Regions from separate parts of the Mus musculus genome. Here regions 1, 2, 4, 5 and 6 are each linked to region 3. The links are chromatin contacts, called in public HiChIP or PLAC-seq maps. All regions are on one chromosome and are shown on one strand. The core of a region is the stretch at or near the end of the contact, and the rest is flanking DNA. Distances in the headings are between cores, read along the strand shown. Region 1 holds the start of Gtf2ird2 (GTF2I repeat domain containing 2). Region 2 holds the start of Ncf1 (neutrophil cytosolic factor 1). Region 3 overlaps Gtf2ird1 (general transcription factor II I repeat domain-containing 1). Region 4 holds the start of Clip2 (CAP-GLY domain containing linker protein 2). Region 5 overlaps Gtf2i (general transcription factor II I). Region 6 holds the start of Rfc2 (replication factor C (activator 1) 2).

Region 1 (3,278 bases), core at 424-2,923, 230 kb before region 3:
CTGAAACCTGTGACCTTGAGATAGGGAGGAGGAGAAGACTAGGGAGAGGGTGCGCCATGTTGTCCTCCTGAGGCTGGTCATCTCGAGAGTGGAGATTTCAAAACAGACTCTGGCTACACAGATCTCCAGTTCAGAGGACTGGTCTAGACTGAAGACCTGTAAATCCTGTAAATGTTTTGGGGGCCTTTTTTTTTTTGTTTTGTTGTTATTGTTATGCTTTTTGAGACAGGGTTTCTCTGCATATCTTTGGCTATCGAGGAACTTATTCTGTAGACCATGCTGGCCTTGAACTCTGAGATCCCCCTGCCTTTGCCTCCAGAGTGCTGGGATTAATGGCCTGTACTACCACCCAACACGGAAATGTTATTTAATAATCCTAAAACTAAGTAAGTCAAGGACTGAGGGCAGACAGCAGAGCTTGGAGACAGAAAGTAGGAAACGTCATGGCAATCTGAGAGTGGGAAGAAAGGAGATTGAGTGGGAGCCAGAACAGCCACCAAGCACTGTGCCCTAAAAGGCCACATTGCAAGGGTGAGTGACCTGATTTTGACAAGTAGCCAGAGCAAGAGATTTTCAGGCTGGACGAACACCATAGGATCTAGCAATCAGTGACCCACTTGTGACCTGGGAGGAAAGGATTTATTGGAGCCAGCTCAAGAACACGAGCAAATACAAACTATGTCGGAAGCTACACAGCCTTTCCTGATATGAACAAAGTGTTCTCATTTTATTTTGGGACAGGATCTTATATGTAGTCATGGCTGGCCTCAAACTCAGAGAGATTTGCCTATTTCTTCCTTGTGAATGCTAGTATTAATGGCATGTACACCAAGCAACAAATCTTTAAAAGTATTTTTTAAATATTTTATTTTTTTTAAGCGGGTGTGGGTGCATACAGAGGCCAAAGGATTCCAATCCTTTGGAAATGCGAGTTACAGGCACGTGTGCTGTGCTTGACACAGACACTGGTCTTCTGAAAGCACACTTATCAGCTCTTAACAGCTGAGCCACTGCTCCAACCCCCTTTCCAGTATATTTTAAAGCAAACAAACAAATAAAACTGGAACCCTTGTAAAGTGGGGCTGGAGGGATGGCTCCGTGGTTAAGAACACTTGATCAGTTCCCGCATCCATACCGTCTGAAACTCCTGGTCCAGGGGATACTGTGACCTCTTCTGGCCTCCCCGTGGTGCATATAAACAGGGTGGCAAAATACTTACAACAGATGGTGCTTTACGAATAGCTCCCGAGACATGCAGCCACGCAAACACAAGAACATAGAACTGACACAGGCACAAAAATTAGTTTTAAAGGAAATGCAATGTCCTAAAAGGTAGGTGGTGTGATGGCGCACGCCTTTAATCCCAGCACTCGGGAAGCAGAGGCAGTGGACTCTGAGTCCGAGGCCAGCCTGGTCTACAACGCAGGCTAGCCAGGGCTACAAGAAAAACTCTGTCGCGGGGGGTGGGGGGAGTGGGTGCCTGAGTAACACGTGGGGTGACCTCTCCGCTTCCACGTGCACGCACAACCACATTTTAAAATATCTCTATCTATCCAGAACGGCCATGCACATCCAGGGAAGGCGCGAAGCCACGTGCACGCCACGCAGCCCGGCCGGCGGCCTCGCGGAAGCCGTCCTGCAGCGCACCGGAAGTGGCCGTCCCCACCGGGGGTGCTTCGGCCACGCGCGGGAAGCCGACCTTCCTTCCAGGAAGCAAACAAAGACAAAAAATAAAATAAAAAAGAGGGAGAAAAAATAATAAAAACGAAAAACAGGAAGGGAGCGGAGAGGAGGCGCCCGCGGCCCCCGAGCTGCGGTCGCCGGCGCAGAGCCGCTGCGCACGCGCAAGCCAGGCTCCAGACCCCCGGCGCGGCCCGCAAAGCAGGGCCCTCAGGTGCGTATCCCGCCGCCGCTTCCCTCACAACTTCCGCTTCCGGGAGTCCCCGCCGGGGCAGAGCGATCTCTCGGGGTGCGTGGCGGGACCTTCGGGCGCCCGGTGGTCAGCGCCGACCCCCATTTTCCCTACCGCGATCGGGCCGTGAAGAGTGGGGGGCGGGGCGGGGAAGACGTGGGGTTAGGCGACTTTCGCACGCCAGGCGCGCACCAAAATCTCGCTTTCGATTGGTTGTGACGGGGCGAGGAGGCGGGGAAAGCTGCGCCCGGTGCGTGCCGAGGTCACGCGCCACCTGACGTACCTGCGCTGTGTTTAGAAACCCTTGATTGGTTAGGGGAAGGGGCGGGGCCATCGCGGTTGCCTAGCAACGGCGCTCTGGCTCCACCTTCGGCGGCTGGCTTTGCTTGTTGGCTCCAGGATTATGGGGGCGTTTGGTGTTTGTGGCAGCCAGTGGTTTAGGTCGATGAAGAGAACGGAAGAAAGGGCCCAGCCTCCAAAATGTGGCTTGTGTCTGGTCTGGTTGAGAGTACAAGGTGGCCTATGGCCATAACAACTAGTACAACAATCAAAAAAAAAATTTTTTTTTCCAGACAGGGTTTCTCTGTGTAGCCCTGGCTGTCCTGGAACTCACTCTGTAGACCAGGCTGGCCTCAAACTCAGAAATCCGCCTGCCTCTGCCTCCCAAGTGTTGGGATTGAAGGTGTGCGCCACCATCGCCTGGCTCAAAAAAATTTTAATTTATTTTAAAACGTTTAAAATGTTTAGTAACTTTAAAATTTAAAGTAAATTTTTACAAATTAAAATTCACTATAGTAATGTATTTAACCTATTGCACCCAAAACATTATTCTAGAATGTACTTATTTCAGCACAGAGAACCAGAATGAGCCGGCAACGGTGGCCTTCAAATGGATCTGAGAGTTCAAGGACTGCCTATATATAGCAAGTTCCAGGCCTGCTGGGGCTACACAGTGGGACCTTGTCACTAAATAAATTATAGCCGCTTTATTGAGATACAGGAAAACTCATCCTTTAAAATACAATGCAAGTCAGAAAAAGAATTCCTTCCAAAGTAAAATAAAAACAAAATAACAGAACTCAAGCCTAGTGTGGTAACTCAAATGTGTCTGTCAGCCCAGCACTGGGGATACTGAGGCAGGAGGATTTCAGAGAGTTACAGGATAAAAGAAAGAAAGAAAATGGAAGGGAGGCGGCTGAAGAGATGGCAGTTAAGAGCTTGTACTGCAGGCCGGACATGGTGTCGTACAACAGGCAGATTCCTGTGAGTTCGAGGCCAGCCTGGTCTACAGAGCAAGTTCCAGCACAGCCAGGGCTACACGGAGAGACCCTGTTTCAAAAAACATTCAAAAAAAAAAAAAAAAAAA
Region 2 (3,607 bases), core at 113-2,612, 190 kb before region 3:
GCAATCTTTGGGGGTTTTGCTACATTGTGAGACTCTGTCTAAAAATACCCCTGTGATTGTCTCCAGGGGAGGGATGGAGGACATGAAGGAAACACCCAGGGTGACCGCTGTCCCCTCTTCTGGTGTGGCTTTTGGTTGTGGAATGATTCAGAACATTTATATTTAGAGAGGGAGGGAGGAGGGAGGGGAGACTTAGCTCTTAACTGCTGAGGGTCCCAGGTAAACAGCTTACAAGTGCTGGGCGGCACCATCTCTGGCCTGCCTTGGGCCGAGCAGACCCAGTGATAGAGTCTAGATATATGGGCAGATATTCCTCGACCTCATCTCCCCAGGGCAAACGGGAGACATCGTCCCCTACTAGGGATCCAAACTCAGTAACCAATATCATAGAAGAGGAGAGAAAAAAAAGCCACAGTTTCCAGGCCTCGCAGGCTGCCATGCAGGGCCACTCCTGGAGCTGACTAGACAGGGAGGTTTCCTGGTAGGAATGAGCCTTGGTCCTAGGCACTGGACAGAGGGTAAGGTTGAGCTCTGGCATGCTTGGGGGCTCAGTGTGAAGACAGAGAGGGAGGCAGCTGGGACGGTGCACAGGGGTATCTGCTCACCATGGCAGGGTCCTTTGTGAACACCCAAGAGAAGCCTGAAGCCCAAGGATAAGAAAGCCCTGTGCCTGAGAGGTCCCCACGGAGGTATATCTTCCCCTGGTCCCCCTCCCCCTCACATCCTTCCCTTGGTCCCCCTCCCCCTCATAGCCTCCCCTGGACCCCTCCTCCCATATCCTTCCCCTGTTCTCCCTCCCCCCATATCCTTCCCTGGTCCCCCTCCCTCTCACATCCTTCCCTTGGTCCCCCTCCCCCTCATAGCCTCCCCTGGACCCCTCCTCCCCATATCCTTCCCCTGTTCTCCCTCCCCCCATATCCTCCCCTGGTCCCCCCTCCCTCTCACATCCTTCCCCTGGTCTCCCTCTCTCCATATCCTTCCCCTGTTCTCCCTCCCCCCATATCCTCCCCTGATCCCCCTCCCTCTCACATCCTTCCCTTGGTCCCCCTCCCCCTCATATCCTCCCCTGGACCCCTCCCCCCATATCCTCCCCTGGTCCCCCTTCCCCTCACATCCTTCCCTGGTCTCCCTTCCTCTCATCTCCTTCCCTGGTCCAGGTGGTTTTTGGGTAGCAGCAGAGTGATAGCACTGTCCCCACTATGCGCTCCTGCAGGGCACTCTTAGGCTACTCACATAGTGCTGGCTGGGGATGAAGCGCTTCTCGAAGCCCAGCAGGGCAATATGGCGAATGAAGGTGTCCCCCATGGCTGGGCCGTGACAGGGACACTTCTCTCTATAGCCTGGGCTGGGCCTTAAATACACTAAAAAGAAGAAGTGGTTTCTGCTGCTTGTGGGGTAAGGGCGGGGAAGGCCCAGGAGGCTCTTAGACTTAGTCTTTCACTTTCTGAGAATTTTTGAGCTTCAACAGAGTGGTGGGGCAGCCAGGGGCCCTGAAGCACAGAAACCTGTTCTACCGACACCATGGCCCAACCCAGGCACTGGGGCCTCTCTACAGTTCTGAACCACCCCCAACAAACATGGGGCTGGAGAGCTGGTGCAGTGCTTAAGAGCACTGACTGCTCTTCCAGAGGTTCTCAGTTCAATTCCCAGCAATCACATGGTGGCTCACAACCATCTGTAATGGGATCTGATGCCCTCTTCTGGTGTTGTCTGAAGACAGCTACAGCATGCTCAGATTAATAAAATAAATAAATAAATCTTAAAAAAAAAAAAGCTGGGTGTGGTGGCAGGCAGAGGCCGGCAGATTTCTGAGTTCGAGGCCAGCCTGGTCTACAAAGTGAGTTCCAGGACAGCCAGGGCTATACAGAGAAACCCTATCTCAGGAAAAAAAAAAAAGCCTGTGACCCCAGCCCTTGGGAGGTAGAGGCAGGAGAATCAAGGGTTCAAGGCCAGCTTCAGCTATATAATGAGTTTGAAGATAGCCTGGCCTACGTGAGATTGACTTTAGAAGTCCTGTCTTTACAGGACCAGGACTGGACATGGCTCCGCAGATAAAGTCCTTGGCATACAAGCCTGAGGACCTGAGTTCTATCTCTAGAACCTACATTAAAGAAAAGTTTAGGGCCAGCGAGATGGCTCAGTGGGTAAGAGCACTGTCTGCTCTTCTTCTGAAGGTCCTGAGTTCAAATCCCAGCAACCACATGGTGGCTCACAACCATCTGCAATGTATAATAATAAATAAATCTTTGGGCGGAGAAAGCAGGGACTGATGGAGAGAGAAGAGTTATCTGAAGTGAGAGGGTCCGACCTGAGCAAGGGGAGGTCCTAAATTCAATTCCCAACAACCACATGAAGGCTCACAACCATCTGTACAGCTACAGTGTACTCATATACATAAAATAAATACATAAATCTTTTTAAAAAGCCAGGTGTGGTGGCACACACCTTTAATCCCAGCACTTGGGAGGCAGAGGCAGGTGGATTTCTAAGTTCGAGGCCAGCCTGGTCTACAAAGTGAGTTCCAGGACAGTCAGAGCTATACAGAGAAACCCTGTCTCGAAAAACCATTTAAAAAAAAAACTTTTTTAAAAAAATAAAGAAAAGCTCAGAATCCTCTGTGTGTGTGTGTTTGTGTGTGTGTGTAGATGCAGTTATAGGCAGTTGTGAAATAGCAGACATTGATGTTTGGTACTGAAGTTAGATCCCTCTGCAAGAGAGAGAAGCAGTCGCAGCCACGGAGCCCTCCCTTAGCCTGGAAAGTATGTACTTTTTTATTTTTCGTTTTTCCCAGATAGAGTTTCTCTGTGTAGCCCTGTGTCCTGGAACTCACTCTGTAGACCAGGCTGGCCCAAACTCAGAAATGCACCTGCCTCTGCCTCCTGAGTGCTGTAGTTAAAGGCATGTGCCACCACTGCCTAACTTCTGGTGTCTACACTAAATAAGTAGAGTCAGGAGGTCTCTGGGACTCACTGGCCAGCCAGCCTAGTCTCCAGGTGAGTTTTAAGTTAGCAGTAGACCCTGTCTCAGAAACCAAGGAGACTCCGGAGAGATGATGTCTGCACGCAGGTGTAGACATCAGTAGACACCCACATAGGTAAGACAACATCTGACCGTGTACTAGCCCTTCATAGAAGAATTTGACTTCTCAGACAGCTCAGCCTGGAAGGGAACTTGGGAGCCAGCCATGGTGGCAAGTGTCTTTAATTCCAGCAGTGGAGGAGGACTCTAATGTCACCAACACTGGAGGAGAAGAGACAAAAAGCCGCGGTCAGCAGGCCTCTCTTGCAGAGCCTCACCCTGAGCTGACTAGACGGATTTCCTGGGAGGAGTGAGCCTGGGTCCTGGGCTGGACTGATGGTGGTGACTACGGTGGACTGACTATGCAGACAGAGAAGGAAGCAGATGGACAGAGAACATTGTGTATCTCCCTAGTGTGGCAGAGGCAGGCAGATGTGAGTTCCAGGCCAGCCAGAGATATAGTGAAACAGTTTTAAAGGGGGCAGGGCTGCGCCTGGTGATGGTGGTGGCACATGCCTTTAATCCCAGCACTCTGGAGGCTGAGGCAAGCCGGCTCTCTGAGTTAGAGACTAACCTGGTCTACAGGGTG
Region 3 (3,433 bases), core at 654-3,153:
CCACACACAGAACTTTCAGTGGCTACACCAAACTGGCTTACCTGGTTATAACCAGGACTACAGTACAGAAATCCTTCAGAAGCAAAATCCTGTCTGTAAACCCAGTAGCACACAGTTGGCACTTAATAAATGCTGGCTGTTGAGATGGCTCAATGGTTAGAACCAGGTTGAATGCTTATTACCCACAAGGAGGCTCACAACTGTCTGAAACACCAGCCCCAGGCGATTCAACACCCTCACAGACATGCATGCAGGCAGAGCACTAGTGCACATAAAATATAAATGAATACGTGAGGGAATGAATGCTGGTCTTGAGCCATGCATGGTGTGACAAATGTGTTGGGAGTTTAAGCCCAACTCCTGGGTGTCAGAGGCAGGTGGATCTCTCTAGTCCCCAGCAATAAGAGATTTGGATGGACAGAACCTCTCAGTTCTCCCACCTAGCCCTTAGGCCCTCTTCCCACCTGACCAGCCACTCACCATGGAGTCTAAGGCGGACACCAGACTGTTGATGAGTTCGTCCTTGCGGGCGAAGGTGGAGTTCCAGCGCTCAGACCCACAGCCGTTGGTGGGGATGTCACAGTGCTTCCCCAGCAAGGCCATGGTCACCTAGAGAAAACAGAGAGGACACAGTGGGTAGCAGACACATGGTATAACTGGGTAGGCAGACCTGACTCCCAGGGTCACCTGGAATTCACAAGTGGGACAGAATGCCAGCAGGCCTTCCTGACCATTACTCAAGGGCCTCAAAAGTATAGCAGAGATTTGAACTTCCATAGGCCAGGAGACAGCAGCTACTGCAGAAACCTGCAGGTATCTAAGAAAATAACCTATAATTACTTCCTCCTATTTGAATGAAACAGTCTCAGGGAATTTGAACATTCTCTCCTAAAGGGGAGTTCCTGAGATTCAAGGACAAAGCAACTCAAGTTCCAGAGATGCAGCTTATTGTGAGTGGCATCAACCATCACGAGGTGGGCTTTTTGAGTCACCCCCATTATGACAAGTAACCCCACGCCCATCACGGTGGTTTGAATGAGACTAACCCCCACAGGTTCATGTGCTTGGATGCTGAATTGCCAGTTGGGGAACTGTTTGAGAAGGATTAGGAGGTGTGGTCTTATTAGAGTGGGTGTGGCTTACTACAGGAAGTGTGTTACTGGGGGTGGGCTTTGATGCATGATGTCTCTCTGCCTTCTACCCACAGATATGGATATAAAACTCTCAGCTACTATCCCAGTGCCACGCCTGTCTGCTTCCTGCCAATGATGACCATGGACTAACTAACCCTCTAGAACTGCAAGCAGGCCCTCTCTTAAATGGGTTTTGTTTTCCTGTAAGTTGTCTTGGCCATGGTTTCTCCTCACCGCACTCTAACTAAGACATCCATGCTTCTGTAACTAGCCATTCACTCATTCACCAAGCTAGTCTCCAATAGAATTCTTCCTTCAACCTATGGTGGTCGGGGCCTTCGTGGGGCAGACATTTGGTCACGCCACTTCACAAAAAGGCATACACCAGCAACGTGGCTGAGGGTCATGCTCCAAGGAACAGTACCTAGGGATTCAATCCGTCACTAATGTGAGCCCAATACCACGGCAGGTCCTAACTGCCGCTGTTTTCCACAAACGTAATGCCAGTCACAGCCCTCTCCTGCTCACACAGTTCATGGCTGCCCACTGCCCACGTGCTCTGAGCAAGGCCTTACTTTCCAGCTCTGGCTCCTTGAACTCAAGATCTTTCTCTTTCTGCCTGCTAAGAACTGAGATTACCAGCCTGTGTCCATATCCCTATAACCAATCCTTTGGGAAAGGCACCGGACTGCCTCACCCATGGCTTAGCTGGGCATTGCCCACGTCAACTCCGTACACGCCTCTGGGCTTGGTCACAAGCTCCCAGATCAAGGCCACTGCTGAAGCCTGAGTCTGCTTCTTGGATGTGGGCCATGGACTTGGAGCAGGTGCAGACAGCCACAGGCTACTTCCTCAAACTAGGGATTCTCTAGGAAAGGACTTTGTACCAACTTACTGAGGCTCCTCACAGCTCTTCCTTTAAAGGCTTCTTTGGCTTGCTCAAGCCTAATAAATTCAAAGACAGGGTTGCTGATTGCTGGTGACTGGCTTGAGCCTGTTCTTCCAGAGCTAACCCAAGAAACGGGAGTGAGGGGGTCCTGCTAGCTGCCTCTGAGAGCACCTGCCCCTCTGGCCTAAGTAAAAGGAGGCAAGGGACAAAGGCAGGACACTCTCTGGGCTTGTTCCCCAGGGCCCTCTGAGGCCCCTGGCTGGGTGTGTCACCCAGCCATAAAGTTGTAGATCCACACCCTATTTGCCACCTGTCTGCCACCTGTCAGCAGGGATTCTAGACACTCACTGGGTGGGGTAGCACACAGCCAGGTGGCAGGGCCTCCAGGCCCACAGCCTAAAAACAGGCACCAAGCTGAGGATGTCTACTGCCACGACAACTGACTCCCAGACTGTAAACCCTGCAAGGGCCAAACTGCATCTCTCCACCACGGCTGACCCTCAGAGCCCAACTCATTGTCTGGTGTGTGTGTGTGTGTGTGTGTGTGTGTGTGTGTGTGTGTGTGTGTGTGTGTATGCGCGCGCAACAGGCCAGACACAGAATCCCAGACACTCTCCAAACCTGGCTTCAGTGTCCTGGGAAACTCAAGACAGCAGCAGGGGCCATAAGGTATATATGCCTCAGCAAGAAACACTAGATCTACATCTGAATGAAGAGCATCTCCGACCTGGTACTGGCTCTGTAAATGTGTTGTATTTCCTCCAAGGAAAGGATGAGATGAGACCTGTCCCCAAGCTGTGCAAAGACGCAGCGTGGGCTGAGCTCAGAGAGTGCTTCTTGCTCTGTTCTAACTGTCCCCAGGCCATGACCTGGAAGCTTCTAGCCTCTGTACAATCTAATTTTCCAAGTTGATTCAATTCAGCTTCTCTCAGCTTCTGCCTGAATTGCCCTGGTTGGCCTTGTACTTTTGGCAGTCTGTTCTAATCTTCTGGCTCCTTCTCATTCTCTGGCTCTCTCTGTCTTCACCTGTGTCTAGCTCGTTCTCTCTACCACCCTTCCCAGTAAAACTTCCACACGCACACCTTCCTCTGCCTTGCTACCTTAAGTAGCTTCTCTTTCCAGTGTTGTACCAGAGAGTGCGGTGTGTCCTCTCTCTCATTCATTCCATCAAATCTTTCCCTGATTCATTACTTGTCTGCCCCGCAAGTAGACATCACTTTGAAACATGGCTGCTTTGTTCTACAAACTAACCTTACCTTCATTGTTAGGGGTTAAAGGTACATGCTAAGGGTGTGTCTGTATTCCAGCCAGATCTTACTGTAATCCAGGGCGTGTCTGCATTCCGGTCAGATCATATAGACCTAATTCTTAGGATGTGATCCTTTGCCAGAATAACCAAGTTGCTGGATTA
Region 4 (3,453 bases), core at 194-2,693, 130 kb after region 3:
CCAGGTGACAGCGACCTTATGAATGAAGGACTCATTGTTTACATTTACAACTGATGGGGAGAGGCCTCTGGCTCACAGCAAAGGGAAGGTGGCCCCACGTGGTGCTCTCTAGCTCCTCAGAGCACAGCCCTAGGCCAGCCCCATCCCCAGCGTCCTCTGTCGGGGCACCCTTCAAGATTAAAGCCAATTCCTAGTTCCACAACCGTCCAGGCCCCTGCCCATTTGTAGTCCAGAAGACAGGAGCGGGATCTCAGAGGCTGGATTGTGATTCCTCTACCCCTAAGGTGTTCCTCTGCAACGACCTTTCCAGGCTTTGGCCAGGATCGGGAGAAGGCACGCGTGGCAAAGCCCAGTGAGTCCAGGACAAACACACAGGCCCCTCCTGAGGATCCACGCGGGCTAGCCCTGGAGGCTCAGCCCTGCATCCTGCGTCGCCACTGCCCCTCCCTGGGGGGAGGGAAAAAAACTGCTGCCTCACCAGCTACCAGCGCCAGCTTGGGGGGGCAACCCTGCGGAAAGCCACCCTGCCTGGGCCTCCCCCTTACCCTATCCTCTGCCAAGCCAGGCTCTCCAATCAAGTTTTGCTAAGGGCACCAACCAGGCGACCCCAGGTGGCGGGGCGGGGGCCTCCGTGTCTCATCCCAGATGCCAGGTCTGAAGATGAGAGCTGATGGCCGCGCCCACCAGGCTGTGCCCCCACAGAGCCTGTGTGAGCCTTCCCCAAGAGCTCTGCAGCTTGTCCTGGATCCGCTCTTGGAAAGAGGACGCCAACAAAAACACCCGAATCCCAAGCTATGGATGTTTGCACCATCTGGACGTGCAATCCAGGGGCGCCCCCAACCCCAGCAGCGACCTGGGTTAAGGAAGTTGGGGTTCACCCCGCCCACGCCCACCAGCGGCAGCGACCCTGTCCGCTGTCCTTGCCCACGCGACGACAATGGCTTGGTGATAGCACCCCCTTTTCTTTCCAGGATAGGGTGCCGCCGCCCCCCGCGACTCTGCGTCCTTTGTTGCCCGCGCGCCCCCATCGCGCGCGTCCCCAGAGCGGCGCCTACCTTGGAGCTCCAGCAGCGACCAGGACCCGACACCCCTCGCCTCCTCTTGGTCCGCGCGTCCCGGGAACGAGGATGCTGCGCCGGTCTCCTCACGCCGATACACTAACCGGGTCTCCGCGCTCGGAGTCCGGGCCTCGCACAGGATCTACGTCCAGAAGGGGATAGAGGGAGGGGCCGATCCAGTAAGCCCGGCCGCTGCCTGCGCGCCCCGAGGCGGAGCCGAGCTGAGTCGAGCCGAGCGGGGCCGAGCCGGGAAGATCCGAGCCAAACGGGGCGGAGGCGAGAGAAACCGAGCAGAGCGGAGCCCGGTGGAGCCCTGCCAAGGTGAGCCGAGCCCAGCCGAGAGAAGCCGAGCGCCAGGAGAGCTCAGCGGCCAGAGAGCGAACAAAAGGGGCCGGCGTAGCGGCGGGCGCAGGAAGGCGGGGCCCGGAGCGCGGGGGGTGGGGGGGAGGTTGGGGGCGGTGCCCACAATCCTGGTCTCCGGGTTCTCAGGCAACAGTGACGCGCAAAGACTGGGGAGCGGGCGGGCAGAGAAGTCTTAGGAACCTGGTCTTCCCCATCAAGACCATCTACAGCTGACTTGAGCCTTGGAAATAGATTTCACTCACAGGCCCTTCAGCCCTACGCATTTATGTGTGTTCCAGTTTCTGTTTCAACCCTGCATTGCTTATGTAAATATTCCATATAAGGAGACTGAGACACTTAGGAACGTAAGGGGGCGGGGCTGGGATCTGGAAGGCTTTTCGCAAGGGTTGACTTAGGGACTGTGTTCAAAGAGGCGAGGAAGGGGAATGATGCAAATGACCAGAGAGCTTCAGGGGTACCACCTGACACCTGACACTAGGCAAACTGAGCGGGAGGACAAGCGGAGCTACACAGTGAGACTCTGTCTCAAAAAAATCCTTAAGGTCTCACTCAGCGTGGTGGTACGTTAACCTCTGGACCTCAGTTTCCCCATCTTTAAAGGAGGCAGGGTGTTTTTTAGTTCATCAGAACAAAAAGGTAGTTGTGCATTGATGCCAACAGTAGGCCAGCCCAGAGGAACTCTTGCAGTGAAGAGAGTCTGTGTGAGAAGAGCCAAATTCCTCAGAAGTGGACCGTATACAAAGTAAAGAGTGGGTTGTTCGAGAAAGAGCAAGTTTTACGTAGCTAGATGGACAGTTTCAGTGTTGAAATAGGACCTAAATCATGGCAGACTGGAACGAATCCACCTCTTAGGTTGGGTCCTGGCTTAGAGGTAGAGCACCTACCTAGGATAACCCCAGGGAGGGGCTGGGGGCGGGGCTCAGGGGTAGAGCCCCTGCTTAGCATTACTGAAGCCCCAGGTTCCATCCACTAACAGAAAAATGAAATAGCTGGCCATGGTAGCACCTGCCTTTAATCCCAGCACTTGAGACGCTGTAACAGACTGATCCGTATTAGTTTAAGCCCAGCCTGGTCTACATAGAGAGTTCCAGGCCAGACAGGGCTACATAGTCTCAAAAAGAAGGAAAATTAATACCACAGATAAAAGAGTTAAAGTTCACACTTCAACCATCAACCATAGTTCTCTGTCTGTAAACCCTTCAATGTGTGTCTTAGAAAGAAAGGATGAGGGCTGGAGAGATGGCTCAGTGGTCAAGGGCATACATTTCAGCTGGGTGTGGTGGTGCATGCCTTTAATTTCAGCAAGTTAGGGGCTGCACTCTGTAGCTTGAAGCCAGCCTGGTCTGCATAACAAGTTCCATGCCAGCCAAAAGTATACAGTGAAACCCTGTCTCAAAAAATAAAAGACTGGGGCTGGTGAGACGGCTCAGTGGGTAAGAGCACCCAACTGCTCTTCCGAAGGTCTGAAGTTCAAATCCCAGCAACCACATGGTGGCTCACAACCACCGGTAATGAGATTTGATGCCCTCTTCTGGTGCGTCTGAAGACAGCTACAGTGTACTTACATATAATTAATAAATAAACAAACAAATAAATAAATCTTAAAAAAAAAAAAAAAGACTGTACACTGCTCTTTCAGAATCCCGGTAGGAGGAAGAAAGATCCTAAGTTCAAGGCCAGCTTTGGCCACATGATAATTTGGAGGATGGCCCAGGCTACATGAGTCACCGGGACAAGGATTTGTCCCCATGTGAGCCACCTGAGCATTCTGTTGGTGCCCTCAGCAGGCAGACAGAAGGAACCCCCAACTGACATGCCCCCAGGTGGACCCCCAGCAAGAATCTCCCTGCTAAACATCTGCTTTGGGCTATTGGAATCAGCTCCAAGAGACCCAGCTGGCTGCTCATGGGTGGAACCTCAAAGGGTGACTGATCTTTGGCCCTAGCTGTTGGCAAGCTGGTTCTAGCTGAGGAATCCTCCCCTTACTGGGGGATTTCTGGCAGGTACTCGGTATCTCAACCACGCCCCAGCT
Region 5 (3,121 bases), core at 286-2,785, 170 kb before region 3:
CAGCCTGCTTAAGGCCAAGCGCTTCCCCTGTAACACACGGCACATCTTAGAAAAGGCATTTGCCAACATTCTGCAGCAGCTACAAGACCATACTGACTGGAAAAGTCCTATTTGTTTTAATTTGGGAAATGCTCTGGGAACTCTTGATCCTCAGTGAAATGGGCCGGGATGGCAGGCCGCAGCCCACACTTCCCCATGGAGAGGTCACACTCACACCACTTCTATCAGGGAACTACTTCACAGTTCAGGTTTCACAACAAACCTACCGCACTTTTCATTGAAGAGGTTCTCCACTTTCTGCTTCAGGTCTGTGATCTTAGCATTCCAGGCCTCTGTGTGAAGAACAAGAGCCAGTCAGCAAGGCTTTCCCAGGGCGAGGGCTGGGATTCATCGCCTACCATTTGATTTAAGTTGTTTGTTTAGGTTTTTCAAAATAGGGTTTCTCTGTGTAGCTCTGGCTGTCCTGGAACTCACTCTGTAGACCAGGCTGTCCTAGAAATCAGAGATCTGCCTGCCTCTGCCTCCTGAGTGATGAGATTAAAGGAGTGCGCCAATGTCCCTGGTTTCATCTTATCTTTTTCTTTCGAAGCTTTACAAAGCTCAGGACAGACAAGCACTTTTACTGTAAGGCGGGCGCTGTGGGTCAGGGCGTCTTATGTGCGTACACAGTGAAAGCTGAGCAATCCCTTCTCCTCCCTTCCCCTCGACCCTCCTGTGCACTGTGTATTCAGATGCTGACCTCTGTACCCAGCTCTGGCTGTAGTCGGAGGTTGGCATTATCATTATTGAAGCATTTGCTAACTCAGTATTTTATATGACGCTGCTCTCCACCACCTTCTGATTGGTCAGTAAAGAGATGATCAGCCTCTAGCTTGGCAGGAGAGAATAATAAGGGACTTCCCAGCCTACTGAGGGGTCCCAGGTGGAGAGGACACAAAAAAGGGAGGAGCCAGAGCTGAGGCTACAACGGAAAGTAAGGCCCTGTGGCTGGGCGGGCAAGCAGACTCAGGCTAGACTAGACCAGAGCCCATCCAGCTCAGTGCCCGGAAGGCTAGAAGAAATCTACGGGGCGTCCCTGTCATTGACTCAGAGCTAAGCCGGATGATGAAAAGCCCTAAACTTTCACACTTTCTCTCTCTCTCTCTCTCTCTCTCTCTCTCTCTCTCTCTCTCTCTCTCTCTCTCTTTCTCTCTCTCTCTCTTTCTCTCTCTCTCTCCCCCCCTCTCTCTCCCTTGCCCATCAGCCCTGTGGCCTATAACCAGCTTTTACTCCTTCATGTCATGTACGTTACTCTAAACACACAGGTTTTTAATAAGGCTGCTTTGCCTGCCCCTCCAATACCCATATAGTTAAGCTAAACTGTTAGACTGGATACACTGGCTACAAAGAAGTGACCCATGCTGAAATGAAGAACAAAGGACCTCTCCTGGCCTGGTTAGAGTGTCTGCCACATGCCAGGTCTGGCTCTGGGTACACTCGAGTGACTCAACTCACAATCCTCAGGCGCTCTGGCACATGGCCCATAGGAAGAGCCTCACCCACAGCACTGGGTAAGGTGAGGGTATCACAGGGCCTCACTGCATGTTTAACCTGAACACACTGACTCAACCAAAGGAAACGCACTGGCTTGCTGACATAGTACGTTAATTCTCTACCTACCAAAGGAAAACTCTCTCCCTCGAGGCTTGAAGGGAACATTTGAACCATTGGTCTGGGTAGGAGTTCGAACCGCAGAGGTCTGAGGACTGCTGTTGTTGGGGCCTAGTTAAAATAAAAAGGAAAACCAAGGTTACTGTGTACATGTAACAGAAAGCACAGCCTAGGCCCTGGAGACGCAAACACGCACAAGCACAGAGAGACATTTAGCGTTCTCACAGGTGCTTTTCGGACATAAAACCTCGCACGCACACAGGTAACTGAGGTCCCACAGCTGCAAGCTGGTGTCCAGAGAAGACTGTGGGACAGCTCACCTTCCACAGTGACCTCAATTTCAGGAACCTTGGAGTTGCTCCCAGGGCTTCGTGGTCGTTTTGGGGACTGCAATGCTGTAAGGCAAATTGCAAGGTTACCTTTGCAAGCTGCATTCAAAAATACCAAGGGCCGCTTATAACAGCGAAGCGTTAAAGTCCTACAGTTGCGCTCTTTTCAAAGAGCCCAGAAGCATTAAACGGGCAGCATGACCCTCCACACAAGTGCCAACGAGCAGGAGGATGCAGACAGCAACCTCCAACAAAATGGCAAGAAAACAGAAAAAAGAAAAGAAATAAACCAAAGGCCGCAGCGGCAGTGACAATGCAGATATGGATGACATGGGACAGTGGAAGGGCCCGTGACCCATTCCACACCCCGAGGCGGGCGTGCCTCTTACCTTTAGTGTTGATTTTGCTAGCCATCCCAGGAGGCAAATAGGACACAACTAGCTCAGGCCTAGAAAGGACAGATAGCGTGTCACTCTCCACACAGCGCACACAGCCCAATGACTTCTCAACACCAAACACGCATGTGTATTCATGATTTCCATGCACATGTCTGTTTGTCTGTCTGTATATCACATGCATGCCTATGTCCATGGAGGTCAGAAGAGGGTGTTGGGTCCCCAGGACTGAAGACAGAGAGTTGTGAGCTGCCATGTGGGTACTGAGAATTGAGCTCAGGTCCTCAGAAGAGCAGCCAGTGTTAGCCTGAGCACTGCAGCAGCTGAGCAACAACGGCAACCATAGGCTCACATATTTGGATGCTCGGCACCAAGGAGCAGCCCTATTCGAGAAGGATTAAGGGATACTTGTGGGAGTAGGTGTAGCCTTGTTGTCGGTCCTGTGTCACCCAGGGGGCTGGAGGGGGGATGGGCATTATTTTAAATGCCCACACCAGGCACAGTGTGTCTGTCTGTCTCTGTCTCTCTCTGCTTTCAGATCAGGATGTAGCTCTCAGCTACTTCTCCAGCACCACGCCAGCCATGCTCCCCACTGCTGCTGATAATGGAATATGCCTCTGAAACCATAAGCAAGGCTCCAGTTAAATGCTTTCTATGCTAAGAATTGCCCTGGTCTTGTGTCTCTTCATAGCAGAAGAACAGTAACAAGTTGGTACCAGGAAGTTGGGTACTGCTGACAGGCCCGAC
Region 6 (3,490 bases), core at 570-3,069, 160 kb after region 3:
CTCAGGGATTCATAAGACACATCTTACCCAAGTTGGGTGCAACTGGTCTCTTGTGGCTCTGTAGATGAAGAGGTCCCAGCGCTGTCAGCAGGGACATGCTCACTGAGGAAATGTCAACAGACCAGAAACCAAAGGAAAGAAAGGCTCAATGATCAGCCACCCACAGCTGAGGTCTTAAAGGTCACCCCACATCCAGGGACATAAAATCCGTCCTCTGTGCCCATCAGTAAAAGTTCTCTCCTTGTTTTCTTATTGCTAAAGAGGGAACACAACAACAAAGCATGACCAGAAGTGGTGGCACAGCCTTTAATTTCAGCATTCCAAGGACAGGGGTGGGGGGATCTCCCCTGGTTCAAGTCCAGCCTGGTTCACACATCCAGGTCAGCCAGGGCTACAGAGACACCTTCTCAACAGCAACAATAACAAAAAGCAAGGAAAGCAATTAAAAAACTGCTAATGTTTAGCCAAAGAGTTCAAATAAAAACCTTTGTGCTTACCAGAGGCACTCCGTGGGATGTGTCTGGGCAGGCAGACTACGAAAATAAGCAGTTTGCTGAGGTTGCTAACGGTAGGGCGAGCCTGCTTGGAAATCACCAGCCTTAAACCTTGAAAATGCCACCTTGGAGAAAACCATTTTTTTTTCCTCGTTGATACTGGTGGAACCCAGGCTTCTGACCCATGCCCTATTATTTCTTTAAGAATCTCATGTACCCCAGGCTGGCATCTGTCTTTCAAGTGCTGAAGCTACAGGTATGTGTCATGTCAGCTTTTTTTGTTGTAGTTGCTTTGTTGAGACAGAGTCTCCCTTTTCTAGTCCCAGAACTCACTCTCCTCCTGCCCGGCTTGTTAGTAGTGTAAGAATGGCAGGTGTGGGACTGGAGAGATGGCTCAGTGGTTAAAAGCACTGACTACTCTTCCAAAGGTCTTGAGTTCAAGTCCCAGCAACAACATGGTGGCTCACAGCCATCCATAATGAGATCTGATGCTCTCTTCTGAGGTGTCTAAAGACAACTACAGTGTACTCACATATGATTAAAAAAAAAAAAAAAAAAAAAAAAAAAAAAGAATGACAGGTGTGTGTTACTTTACCTGGCCAGAAAGTATCTTTAGTTTTGTTATTGTTGTATTTTTTTTGTTTTTTTGTTTAATTTTTGTGATAGCTCTGAAATTTGTGATAGTACATAGCTCTGGCTGGCCTTGAACTTACAAAGATCCATGTGCCTCTGCTCCCAAGTACTGGAATTAAAGACCTGTGCCACCAAACCTGGGCCTAGAAAGCATCTCTTTAAAAATACTTATTTAGCCGGGCGTGGTGGCCCACGCCTTTAATCCCAGTACTTGGGAGGCAGAGGCAGGCGGATTTCTGAGTTCGAAGCCAGCCTGGTCTACAAAGTGAGTTCCAGGACAGCCAGGGCTACACAGAGAAACCCTGTCTCGAAAAACCAAAACCAAAACAAAACAAAAAAAACCTTATTTTAGCCAGGCATTGGTGGCACACACAAGAGATAGAGGCAGGCAGATCTCTGAAATCAAGACCAGCCTGGTCTACACAGTGAGTTTCAGAGCAGTCAAGGGCTACACAGAGAAACCCTGTCTCAAAAAAAATAAAAGTCCATGAAAGTAAAAAGAAATGAAATGATTTTATTTTATCTTATTTAATGTCACAATTAAATAAGATATAATAAAATGTCTCCCCCCCCCCCCCCCCCGCCTCTCAAACGCCAGCTCCTGAGATCACTGCGGCCTCTAGCGGCCAGGGATGGCTACGCGGTGCTCTCTGCGCAGGCGCAGGAAGAGATTCACCGCCTCTATAACGCACTTCCGCTTTCCTCTCGGCGTTGCCCGGAAACCAGGACCCAGACTTCCGTCAAAGCGGCATGGGGCGGGGCCTCGGGTGGCGGGAAGAGCAGCCACCGGAATGGAGGTTCAGGAGAGTGGCTGTGACCCATCCGAGAGTGGGGCGCAGGAGCCCTCGCCTGTCCCCAGCAAGACCGCCGGCCACTACGAGCTGCCGTGGTGAGCCTGCAGCCATAGTAACGCGCGCGTAGACGTGAGGGCGGGCCGAGCTCCAGGAACCCTGGGTTCGACCTGGGTCTAGGGGACAGAGAAGGTGCAGATGTCCCCAGGAGCGCAGATTTCCCCTTTCCTTCTTGAAGCTAGATATTCTGTTTTTCTTTCTTTCTTTTCTTTTCTTTTTCTTTCTTTCTTTCTTTTTTTTTTTGAGATCGTGTCCTGTGTAACCCAAGCTGGACTCGAACTCACTACGTAGCAAAGGATGACTTTGAACGTTGATCCTGGGGTGACAGGGCATGCATTACTTCCGTAAAGCAGTGCTGGGGATGGAACACAGAGCCTCGTGCACGCTAAGCTAGCACTCTACGGACTGAGGCCCATTCACAGCCCTGGGGTTCACTGTGAAGCCCAAGCTGGTCTTGAAGTTTCTGCAGTTCTCCTGCTTCAGCTTCCCAAATACTGGAATGGCAGGTGTAAGCCACCAGGCAAAGGTAGAGATTTTTATTTATGGAAATTGAGGAATATGTGTCTCGAGGTTCATCTAAATGATGCTTAAACGTGACTAATAGGCCCTCATGCAGTGCAATGCTAATGGCTTTTATTTATTTTATGTATATGAGTATACTGTAGCTGTCTTCAGACACACCAGAAGAGGGCATCAGAACCCATCACGGATGGTTGTGAGCCACCACTATGGGAATTGAGCTCAAGGCCTTTGGAAGAGCGGGCAGTGCTCGTCACCGCTGAGCCATCTCTCCAGCCCTGGCCTCATATTTTTTTATTTGTTTAAAAATCTCATCTTAAAAAACTATTAGCTTTAGCCAGGTGGTGGCACACACCTTTGATCCCAGCACTTGGAAGTCAGAGGCAAGTGATTCTCTGAGTTGGAGGCCAGCCAGGGCTACACATAGAAACACTGTTTAACAAAACAAAACTCTGTGTGTGTGTGTGTTTCACTTTTGTTACGGTAGGTCTCACCACCCTAAGCTAGCTGCAGACTTTCTGTATAGTCGAGAATGACGAATTCTGACCCCACTGTGTCTTCTGCCTATGGACAGGGGCTGCAGGTGAATTTTGAGCTTTTAGTTTTTGCATGGAACTTGCTGCCAGACCACATGCTAGCATGGAGCTACCCCAGCACTAGTTTTTCTTTATCAAAAGTAAGGTTTCTGACAGCAGACCACAGAGAGGTTCCTCGGTTCACTGAACTATCTCTCCAGAGCAATGGTTCTCAACTTCCCTAATGCTGTGACCCTTTCATACAGTGCCTCATGTTGGGGTGCCCCCCCAACTATAAAATTTTTATTGCTACTTCATAGCTGCAATTCTGCTGCTGTTATGTTATATGATGTCAATATCTAAGTTTATTGGTGGCCTTATGCATTCCCTGAGGAAGGGTCAGTCAACAGCCCCGGGCGGGGGTGGGGGGTCCTCGACCCACAGGTTGAGAATGCTGGCCTAAAGTGTAAAGTATACT

The links. HiChIP or PLAC-seq counts read pairs in DNA pulled down with a chosen protein or histone mark.
Region 1: an H3K27ac HiChIP or PLAC-seq map of embryonic stem cells shows a contact between it and region 3, with 20 read pairs. The contact joins the promoter of Gtf2ird2 here to the enhancer-like site in region 3. A contact is called at or near these places in 9 of 39 promoter capture datasets (3T3-L1-derived adipocytes, the C10 cell line, the HPC-7 cell line and 4 more), 2 of 484 Hi-C or Micro-C datasets (liver and nephron progenitors), 18 of 115 datasets of contacts at active chromatin or transcription factors (bone marrow-derived macrophages, embryonic forebrain, embryonic stem cells and 6 more) and 2 of 9 other capture datasets (liver and pancreatic islet).
Region 2: a contact with region 3 is called in an H3K27ac HiChIP or PLAC-seq map of embryonic stem cells, with 5 read pairs. The contact joins the promoter of Ncf1 here to the enhancer-like site in region 3. A contact is called at or near these places in 3 of 39 promoter capture datasets (cranial neural crest, liver and maxillary cranial neural crest), 1 of 115 datasets of contacts at active chromatin or transcription factors (embryonic stem cells) and 2 of 9 other capture datasets (adipose tissue and pancreatic islet).
Region 4: a contact with region 3 is called in a FOXA1 HiChIP or PLAC-seq map of pancreatic cancer cells. The contact joins the promoter of Clip2 here to the enhancer-like site in region 3. A contact is called at or near these places in 2 of 484 Hi-C or Micro-C datasets (the G1E-ER4 cell line and liver), 4 of 115 datasets of contacts at active chromatin or transcription factors (embryonic stem cells, pancreatic cancer cells and stem cell-derived neural progenitor cells) and 3 of 9 other capture datasets (adipose tissue, liver and pancreatic islet).
Region 5: a contact with region 3 is called in a FOXA1 HiChIP or PLAC-seq map of pancreatic cancer cells. The contact joins two enhancer-like sites. A contact is called at or near these places in 2 of 39 promoter capture datasets (cranial neural crest and liver), 2 of 115 datasets of contacts at active chromatin or transcription factors (embryonic stem cells and pancreatic cancer cells) and 3 of 9 other capture datasets (adipose tissue, liver and pancreatic islet).
Region 6: an H3K27ac HiChIP or PLAC-seq map of embryonic stem cells shows a contact between it and region 3, with 14 read pairs. The contact joins the promoter of Rfc2 here to the enhancer-like site in region 3. A contact is called at or near these places in 2 of 115 datasets of contacts at active chromatin or transcription factors (both in embryonic stem cells) and 2 of 9 other capture datasets (adipose tissue and pancreatic islet).

Annotation. Positions count from the first base shown.
Region 1 is chr5:134,182,365-134,185,642 of GRCm38.p6, forward strand. Gtf2ird2 (GTF2I repeat domain containing 2) reads left to right here and starts at 1,674. Exons shown (of 16, transcript NM_053266.1): 1 at 1,674-1,894.
Region 2 is chr5:134,228,263-134,231,869 of GRCm38.p6, forward strand. Ncf1 (neutrophil cytosolic factor 1) reads right to left here and starts at 1,363. Exons shown (of 11, transcript NM_010876.4): 1 at 1,234-1,363. The coding sequence starts at 1,305.
Region 3 is chr5:134,416,573-134,420,005 of GRCm38.p6, forward strand. It overlaps Gtf2ird1 (general transcription factor II I repeat domain-containing 1), which reads right to left. Exons shown (of 30, transcript NM_001081464.2): 2 at 481-609. The coding sequence starts at 603. Among named protein-coding and RNA genes, the nearest start is that of Gtf2ird1, 38 kb to the right of the region's middle. Within about 2 kb of position 1,904, at least 46 of the 459 cell types and tissues checked have an H3K27ac peak or open chromatin away from gene starts, as enhancers often do. A contact at or near this core is called in embryonic stem cells and pancreatic cancer cells, where this site is marked.
Region 4 is chr5:134,550,991-134,554,443 of GRCm38.p6, forward strand. It overlaps Clip2 (CAP-GLY domain containing linker protein 2), which reads right to left and starts at 1,444. Exons shown (of 17, transcript NM_009990.3): 1 at 1,056-1,444.
Region 5 is chr5:134,244,851-134,247,971 of GRCm38.p6, forward strand. Gtf2i (general transcription factor II I) reads right to left here. Exons shown (of 34, transcript NM_010365.4): 21 at 2,369-2,427; 22 at 1,971-2,045; 23 at 1,660-1,761; 24 at 267-332; 25 at 1-27. Among named protein-coding and RNA genes, the nearest start is that of Ncf1, 17 kb to the left of the region's middle. Within about 2 kb of position 1,536, at least 31 of the 459 cell types and tissues checked have an H3K27ac peak or open chromatin away from gene starts, as enhancers often do. A contact at or near this core is called in pancreatic cancer cells, where this site is marked.
Region 6 is chr5:134,580,871-134,584,360 of GRCm38.p6, forward strand. It overlaps Rfc2 (replication factor C (activator 1) 2), which reads left to right and starts at 1,820. Exons shown (of 11, transcript NM_020022.2): 1 at 1,820-2,016. The coding sequence starts at 1,919.